Linked DNA regions of Hordeum vulgare: region 1 is linked to region 2. The links are chromatin contacts, called in public Hi-C maps. All regions are on one chromosome and are shown on one strand. Each heading gives the region's core, a stretch centred on a gene start, on an enhancer-like site or on the middle of the called end of the contact. The rest is flanking DNA. Distances are from core to core; before and after follow the strand shown. Region 1 holds the start of LOC123439358 (1,4-dihydroxy-2-naphthoyl-CoA thioesterase 1-like). Region 2 holds the start of LOC123442683 (receptor-like protein kinase FERONIA).

What was found. A called contact is a pair of places that touch in the nucleus more often than the background predicts.
Region 1: a contact with region 2 is called in a Hi-C map of seedling, with 1.7 times the contacts expected there. The contact joins the promoter of LOC123439358 here to the promoter of LOC123442683 in region 2.

What each region holds. Positions count from the first base shown.
Region 1 is chr3H:23,448,613-23,452,652 of MorexV3_pseudomolecules_assembly, forward strand. LOC123439358 (1,4-dihydroxy-2-naphthoyl-CoA thioesterase 1-like) reads left to right here and starts at 2,182. Exons shown (of 2, transcript XM_045116083.1): 1 at 2,182-2,840; 2 at 2,961-3,383. The coding sequence starts at 2,514. The coding sequence ends at 3,149.
Region 2 is chr3H:22,818,430-22,822,622 of MorexV3_pseudomolecules_assembly, forward strand. It overlaps LOC123442683 (receptor-like protein kinase FERONIA), which reads left to right and starts at 2,789. Exons shown (of 5, transcript XM_045118793.1): 1 at 2,789-3,346; 2 at 3,564-4,193.

The DNA of each region.
Region 1 (4,040 bases), core at 932-3,431, 630 kb after region 2:
GCCACCGCCCTGCGCTCATCCGTCCAGATGCGAAGACTCTGGGAGATCTGTCGTGCGTAGCACCTGTCGACCAGGCATGACTTGACAGCTCCACCGAAATTCTGTGCAAGACGAAGCCGCTCCTCCTGCCTCAGTCTGCCAGCGCTGCTCCACAAACGATACTCCCAAGAGAGAAACGGCACCGCATTACCGCCATCGTCCGATCTGGAAGACCAGATCCTAGGGTTTCCCCCGAATCAGTGCCCACCACCAGCAACCGTTCAGGACCCATACAGTGCCCACCACCACTCAGCCCTCAAGGCGACGCCTTCAGGAAGGTCACGACATCAAGGACGCGGACGCCGCCGTCGCCCACCAGAGTTAGGGTTTTCACCCGAGAGGCAAGGAAGGGGAGCAGAGGAGCAGATGTATACCGACGTCTCCAAAAAGAATAACGACGCCCTTGAGCGTCGTCGGCGGCGCGGCCGGCCTGGGCCAACCAAGGGGTTTCCCCCAATCCGAATCTCCTCCACCGGCTTCACCCGCAGGTAGGGCCCCAGCAACCACGCCAGCACCGCTAAGAATCTGCAGGAGAGAGGCCCACAGATCAGTACCTGGGGGCGCAGGTGGCGGTGCGAGTAGCGGTCGACGAAGGGGAACATCACACCTCCACAGCGACGCTTCCAAGAAAGATAGCGGCACCCGCGGGCGTCGCCGTCGCGGCTCCAATGAAGACCGGAGCAAGGATTTCTCCCGGAGCTGCGCTGGATATCCACCGCCACCAACCGCTGAGCATGGCCGCCACGCACCATCACGACCCCCAGCCAAGGCCACTGCACCGCGCGCCCTGGACGCTGCTCGTGCCCAGCCGACCAGCGCAGCCTCGCCCGGCTGCCGCTCCCTACCACCAGGGCTGAGTGCCCCGCCAGATCCAGGCCATGGAGTCCTGGATCCGCCATCCGCCGCCGCCGATTGGCGAGATCACACGGGATCCCGCAACCGCCGACGCGGGGCGCCACCGCTAGAGCCCCGCCGCCGCCATCCCCGGGGCGCGCGCGGCTTCGCCTGCGTCCCCTGCAGCAGCGGCGAAGCGGGAGGGGGGCGGAGATGGGGTCCGGTGCTCCTGATGTGGCGGAGGAAGCAGGTCGGGAGGTTGGGGAAGGCCACTAACGAATCTGCTGTCAACAGCCGGGAGCCAGGCAGGAGTGCATGGAGGCCTTCGTCCGACGACGGCAAGGGAAGGGACGGGCTGGGGAACGGCCGGCGGCTAGGGTTTCAGGAGCCGCCCGAGTCGCCTCGTCCGCTCCAAGGTATGAATCTCGATGGATGAGTGCCTCCAAGTGTTCGAGTCACAATGGTTGTTGAAGGTCCCTTTAGAGTCTTTGGTCCCTTATTATCATCAACGACCTCCTCAGCAGCTCTCTCCTTGGCCTTTTTCCTATCACGCGTCGTAGTTCGGCAAAAGCCGAAGCACGATGGATCTGGCCAGGACGCCACATCCACGGCCACCGCCGCCGTCCATCGCATATTGCAGGATTCCACTAAAGCAGGGACGGACCCAAGTACAGCCCCCCACTCAAAAATTTGAATTCCCCTTACATATGTGCATATTTTAAAAGAAAAGACTTCAAAGTCAATAAACTTATACAAAGTGTACCCCAGTCAAATGATGTGCCCCGAGTCAGAATGTTGTCTGTGTCCGCCCCTGCACCAAAGCACCTCGCCAGCCATGAATTCGCCGGCTGCCGCCGCACAGCCAGGACGCCGCTGCGACTGTCGCACGAGGCACCCCAGCCGCCTCATGGGGGATCCGGCGCAACCCTTCTGCCCTAACCATTCTGGCGTCGGGCGCCGCCATCACCGTGGCCAGTGCCGACTGCAGCGACGGCAGGGATCTGCCTCGTGGGAGGACCGGCGGTGTGGAAGAATTGGTCCCCCTAACGTCGCCCTGGGTGGCGGCGCGATCTTACATCCATGTCCAAGGAAATACACGTGAAAGTTTCGAGGAAACGAGGGCATCTTCTCCTAACCTACCCAGCATTCCACCAGCACTCACGCTGCAGGCTGACTGGTGGGTGGACCGTGTGCCTTGTGCTGATTTCAGAACGTGTCCTCCCCATGCTACTCAGCAGCCACCAATTTCACTGCGATGTAAAGAACCGTATGGTGATCATGATTAGGATCACCACTTGGCATATGGTGCCCACGTAGGCGCCCATCACGGCAGTGAAATTCGTGCAGCAGCTTCACCAGTAGTGCTATGGTAGTAGTAGGGTAGTACTGTAGTGGGCATGGTTGTTGGAGGTGATCGACCAACTACAAGAGAGAGAGAGAGAGAGAAAACGGGGCCGATGATTAGCCCTTTGAAGACTTTGAATGATCCAACCACTGCTTCAGAACCCCTACTACTCCTACTACTACCAGTAGTTATCACTAATTATTGCGCGGCTGGCTCTGCCTCTAGAGGCTCGCTGTCCGCCTAGTTTTTCTCTGTGAACAAGAAAGGGGAGGGGAATCGAGTAAGCGAGGGAGGCATGGCGGCGGCGAAGCCGGGTGGCATCGACACGGCGGAGCTGGACGCGGTGCTGCACGCGGTGGGCTTCGAGATGCAGGAGGTGTCGCCATCGCTGCTCTCCGGCCGGCTCCCGGTCACGGGGCGCTGCTGCCAGCCGTTCAAGGTGCTGCACGGCGGCGTGTCGGCGCTGGTGTCGGAGGGCCTGGCCAGCATGGGCGCGCACATGGCGTCCGGGTACAGCCGCGTCGCCGGCGTGCACCTCGCCATCAACCACTTCCGCAGCGCCGCCCTCGGCGACGTCGTCCTCGCGCGCGCCGTCCCCGTCCACCTCGGACGCTCCACCCAGGTCTGCGCCCCTCGTCCGTCGCCTTCCTGTTAATCGCCTCGCCATCAACCTTGCTCCACCTCGGACCGGACGTGGAACTGGATTTTGAGGGATTGACCAGAACCGATTGGGTTTGGATAGGTGTGGGAGGTGAAGCTGTGGAAGATGGACCCGTCGGAGGAGGGGAAGAAGGGCCCGCAGATCGCCGAGTCCAGGGTCACGCTGCTCTGCAACCTGCCCGTGCCGGACAACCTGCACCACGCCGGCGACGCCCTCAAGAAGTACGCCGCCGCAGCTGCATCAACAACCACCCCCACCAGCAAACTGTAGCTACTCGAAGTATCGTTATCATCTCGATGTGTACATTTACTAGTACATAATTCTCATTTCTTGTTTGGTCGCCTATCAAGCGATTAATAATAATTTAAGAACAGACAAACCCTATCAGTTACTCCTTTTCTTTTGACATTATCCTATCTTTCCTTTTGGACATTATCCTATCAGGTTCTCCCTCTGTACTTTAGTGATGTGATCGAAACGCTTTTATATTTCTTTACGGATGAAGTGCTTTTTCTTCTTCTTGTCATTATCATATCAGTTATTTATACTACGGTACTACCATATACTTCTTTCATTTTTAAATATAAGTTTTTTTAAATTTTTTACTATAACTATATGCGCATGTACATAAATGTATTTTAAAATATAAATTCATTCATTTTGCTTTATATGTAGACTGTAATAAAATTTTAAAAATATATATATATTTAAGAATGAAGGGAGTACTATCTATATACTCGCTCCATCCACGCGCCTTTATTACCTTAATGCATACTCTCTCCGCCACAACGTGTTATTCTGTTCTCTCAAGGTAGCAATCAAACAACCACCCAATATTCTTCTATGGGTTTAGGTCATCTGTCCATTTCACATTTCCCATCGTTACATAAATCTATTTGATTGATCAATAAGTTGGATCAGCTACAACATAGAAAGATTAACAACATGAAGGGAAAAAAATAAAGCAATGATAAATAGAAGTACTACAAGCGAGTATCGACTGCGCAACTAACAAATAAACCAACACTTCTCTCTCTGCATTTGCACGTAGTGTTTTTTGTTTTCTTGAAACAGGAACAAAGACTTTTCATTTTTATTAATTAAGAAAAAAATAGTTGTATCGTGCGGCAAGTGTGATAAGCTCTTCCAAACCAATTAACA
Region 2 (4,193 bases), core at 1,539-4,038:
TGAAAAGACAGGGACTTTTTGCCAAGAACGCCATGACGAACGGGTTATTAGGAGGAAAAGATAAAAAACTATGGTATGAGAAATGGTCATGCAAGCACTACATCTCTGGTCATTGGAGAAGAATAACTGCTGCTTCGTCCCTTGTCTTTGGCCTCGTCCATGTCTTCTACAGATAAGAGCATCTCCAACAGCCGCGCTTCGCGCCGCGTCTAAAAAACATGTTTGCCGCGCGCCCACGCCTGGTTTGGCGCGTCGCGCATCGCTGGCTCCAGCAGCAGCGCTAAAGTACAGCGCGCGCCGCTCCAGCAGCGCGCAAAAATGCAGCGCGCGCACAACATTTTCAATTGCAAAATGGGCAAAATAAAAAGATTGCATAAAATAAAAAAGGATACAAAGTTATTTTACAAAGATTGCAACTAGATAGATAGTTCGAAAATATAGATAGATAGTTCGGTGCAAGTAGATAGATAGTTCGAAAACATAAAAACTTTTAATCCCAGTCGCTCCAATCATCACCACCATCCAGCGCCTGGTGGAGCGTGTGGACGTCCTGGAAGTTCATCTGGCGGCGCGGTCTGCCTAGGCGCCACGCCGCCGCGTCAAACGCGCGGGCGGCCTCGTGCGCCGTGTCGTACGTGCCGAGGCTGAGCCGGAGATCGCCGGAGCGTATCTCGACGTAGAACCCGCCGTTGGGGCGCTGGCGGATGCCGCGGTAGCCCGACGCAAAACGTCGGCGCGGCGGCATAGTGGCGCGGCGGGGGCGGTGGCGCTGGGGCGGTGGCGGCGCGCGAGGTAGAGGAAGAGAGAGCGGTGGCGGCGCGCGAGGGAGAGGAAGAGAGAGCGGTGGCGGCGCGCGAGGGAGCGGTGGAGAGCGCTGCGTTTTATAGGCGCGCGGGAAGCGGCGCGGCAAAGATGACGCGCGAGCTGCCGCCTTTTCGCGCGCGCGCGCAAGCTGTTCCCACGCGCGCGTTTTTCCTGCCGCCGCTGGAGCGCGCTAAAATGTCCGTTTACCGCGCGCACGCCTTTTTGCGATGCTGTTGGAGATGCTCTAAATGCACACACACAGGGGAGATCGAGAGAGAGTAAGAGAGGAGCAGCACAAGCTCTGCCGTTGCTGCTTGCTGCTTCCCGCCGCCACTCACAGACTCGTCGTTCCTCGGTTCAAAGGGAGCCCACACCGACACCAAGAAATAAAGGGGGAGGAGATAGGTCCAGCCGCCGCCAAAGACGAAGAAGCAGATAGGGAGGGGAAAACAGAGCATGGGAGCTTCTCTCGCGAGGCTAAAACGACCGGAGTCCTGCTCGGACAAAAGTTTAAATTCCTCTGTCTCATAACGTAAGACATCCTACATTATTCGTCGAGTACTAAATTAAACTGTTAGCTACCCAGGAATGATCTAACATGCTACCTACGGTTACAAATTTAAATAAAAGGATTAAAAATAATTTAATCAAAAAACAGGATGTTGGAGTTGATTCCAGCCGATACCTAGGGTATCCGGGGTAGTAATTAGGTCGAAGGAGATGCAAGAGACCAATATTACGAGATTTAGGCACCCTCGCTCCGTAACACCACCACATGTTGCAACTAGGGCTGCAAACGAGTCGAATTTGAGCGAGCTCAAACTGAATGAAGCTCAAGGTCAAGCCGTAAACCATGACTCGTGCACAGCTTGTAACGATCTTGAGTCGATCTTGAGTTACTTTCGAGCTAAATGAGACCATAAAAAAATGTTCACTTCGGCTTACAATACACCAAATCACGTGTACCCTTTCCAAAAGTATTTTACACGTGAATAGTGTAACCATAAATTCTATCTTGAGAAAGAACCGCAGACATATTCAGATATCATTCAATGTGAAAATGAAAAAAGGCTTACTTCGATTGATTGTACAACCATCACGTCATTCTTCCAAGAGCTCATCTTGCAGCAGATGATGGTCTTCATGAAAGAAAGATAGGAAAATCAAGGAGCATATGCTTGGGAATTCTGGCCAAAAGCAACGAGACATTAACAAACACCCGACCATGTACCGTAATAAGGCCTAAATTTTCTCTATACTTAGTTAAACTTCCGTGTTTGCTAGTAGATAAAATGGAGAAAATCGTGAACAACATGTATGGTAATAAATTATTCTATTTCCATTTAATATATAACATAATGATCTTAAACCGAGCTATCGAGCTAACATCGAGCGAGCTAGTATTGCCTCAAGATTGGCTCGTTTCTCGACCGAACTGCACATAGTGTTCATACTCAACTCGTTTCTTTTCGAGGTGATCTCGAGTCGAGCCAAAAGACGAGTCGATCTCGAGCGACTCACGAGCCTCGAGCTTTTCTTGCAGCCCTAGTTGCAACAAATTATTTCACATCATCAAGAATGTCTTTGCTACAGTACAATTCCACACAGCTCCTGTCTCGGATCTGATTGGTCGGCCCAAAGGGTATTGTAGTCTTTTCTTCCCGCCAATAAGAGGGGCGACCTTTTTTCTTTAGGGTTTGCTGCCGACGATTAGGGGGAACAACTGCTGATGGTTACCCCTTCGTGTGCCACGTGTCGTGTTCTAGAGAACACTTAGATTTTTGTCTTTTTTCTACATGCATTTTCGTGTTTAATATGTTTTTTTTTGCTTGGTTTTCCAAGGTTTTGGTGAAAAAGATTTTTTTTTCCTTTTCTCAACAAGCAACACTTTTGGTTATTTTTTGAAAGAAAATATCATCAAAATTCATTAACATGAAATCTAGTTTCAAATATCAACTATGAAAATAATTCAAAATTTGGACGTAAAAGTGATGATTTCGACGACTAGGCCGTCAACCTCGTGTTGAGCGGCAAACCACACCCGCTTCAATGGGCCCGGCCCAATAAGCCAGCGGAGCGGGTGCTAATCGGCCTAGCCGGCCGGAGCACGACGCGGCTGTCTCCGGCAAAGACCAGGCGGTCGACGAGCCGCCGGAGACGGAGACGACATGAGTAGGTTAGGGTTGGGGGTGCGGGGGCCTCGCCTGCGTCGGAGAAGATGCGGTGGTGCGGGGTGTTTGAAGGGATGGCGGCGCCCTGCTGCCAACACCGGCCGCGGATGGCCGGAAGCGGCGGTTGGTGCCGGTGCCAGTGCCAGCGGGTTCGACGAGCGGGCGCGGATGGACGGCGATGGTCCAAGCAAGGGACAGATACCCCCACTGCCTCACACTCTCACTTGACCGCTTCAAAGGACGGATACAGAGTCCAGGTCCAGATGCGCCGCATCCCCTTCAATCCAAATCATGACGAAGCGGTGGTCAGCCTCGAGGTTTTTCGATCGACGACACAGTTGACTCGCACATTCCCTGCCTGTTCGACCGAGGTATGGAAGATTACTCTTGAATCCCATGTTTAATTAGTTCACAGTTACACCGTGTCCTGGTGTTTTCTACTCCCTCCGTTCCTAAATATAAGATCTTTTAGGGATTCCACTAGAGACCATATATGAATGTATATAGATATATAATTTAAAGTGTAGATTCATTTATTTTATTCCGTATGTAGTTCATAGTAAAATCTCTAAAAGGTTTTATATTTAGGAACGAAGGAAGTACTTAGGAAGCATGTCCACATGACAAGTCGACTGCGATTTGAAGTTGAATCGCAACCAAGCTGTTCCCTTGTGCCAATCTGGAACCTGGAAATTAACATGGCTCTACTCCTCCATCTGCTCTCATCAATGGCATGGTAGCACAAAACGATGTCCGGTCCTTATCCTGGTAGTAGCTTTCTTTTCTATTGACCGGCTGACTGGTCACAGATTGTTGCACTTGCTATATACTAATATAAATAACCCTATGCTATTGTGAAACTACAACTTTCCTGTGGACAATACATGCTAAGTTCAGTGTTTTATGATCCGGAGTAGAATAGCATGATTAGTCTGCACCATACTAATATCACTGAAATAACTAGTCCCCTACTTAAATCTTTCCTGCCTTTGTTTGAATAGTTCGGGATTTTCTAGTATGCCATGTTGTGGATGTGGCGAGTCTCTCTGGTATATGTTCGGAATTTAAATAACGTTATGAATGTCATACATTTATATCTTTATAATATAGATTTATTCCTTCCACTGGTGGTATGGACACGGAAAATCAGTGGACCATTCTTGTCGATGCCAAATGTATATTTTTTTGGAGTGAAAAATCAAAGACGGTGAGATATTT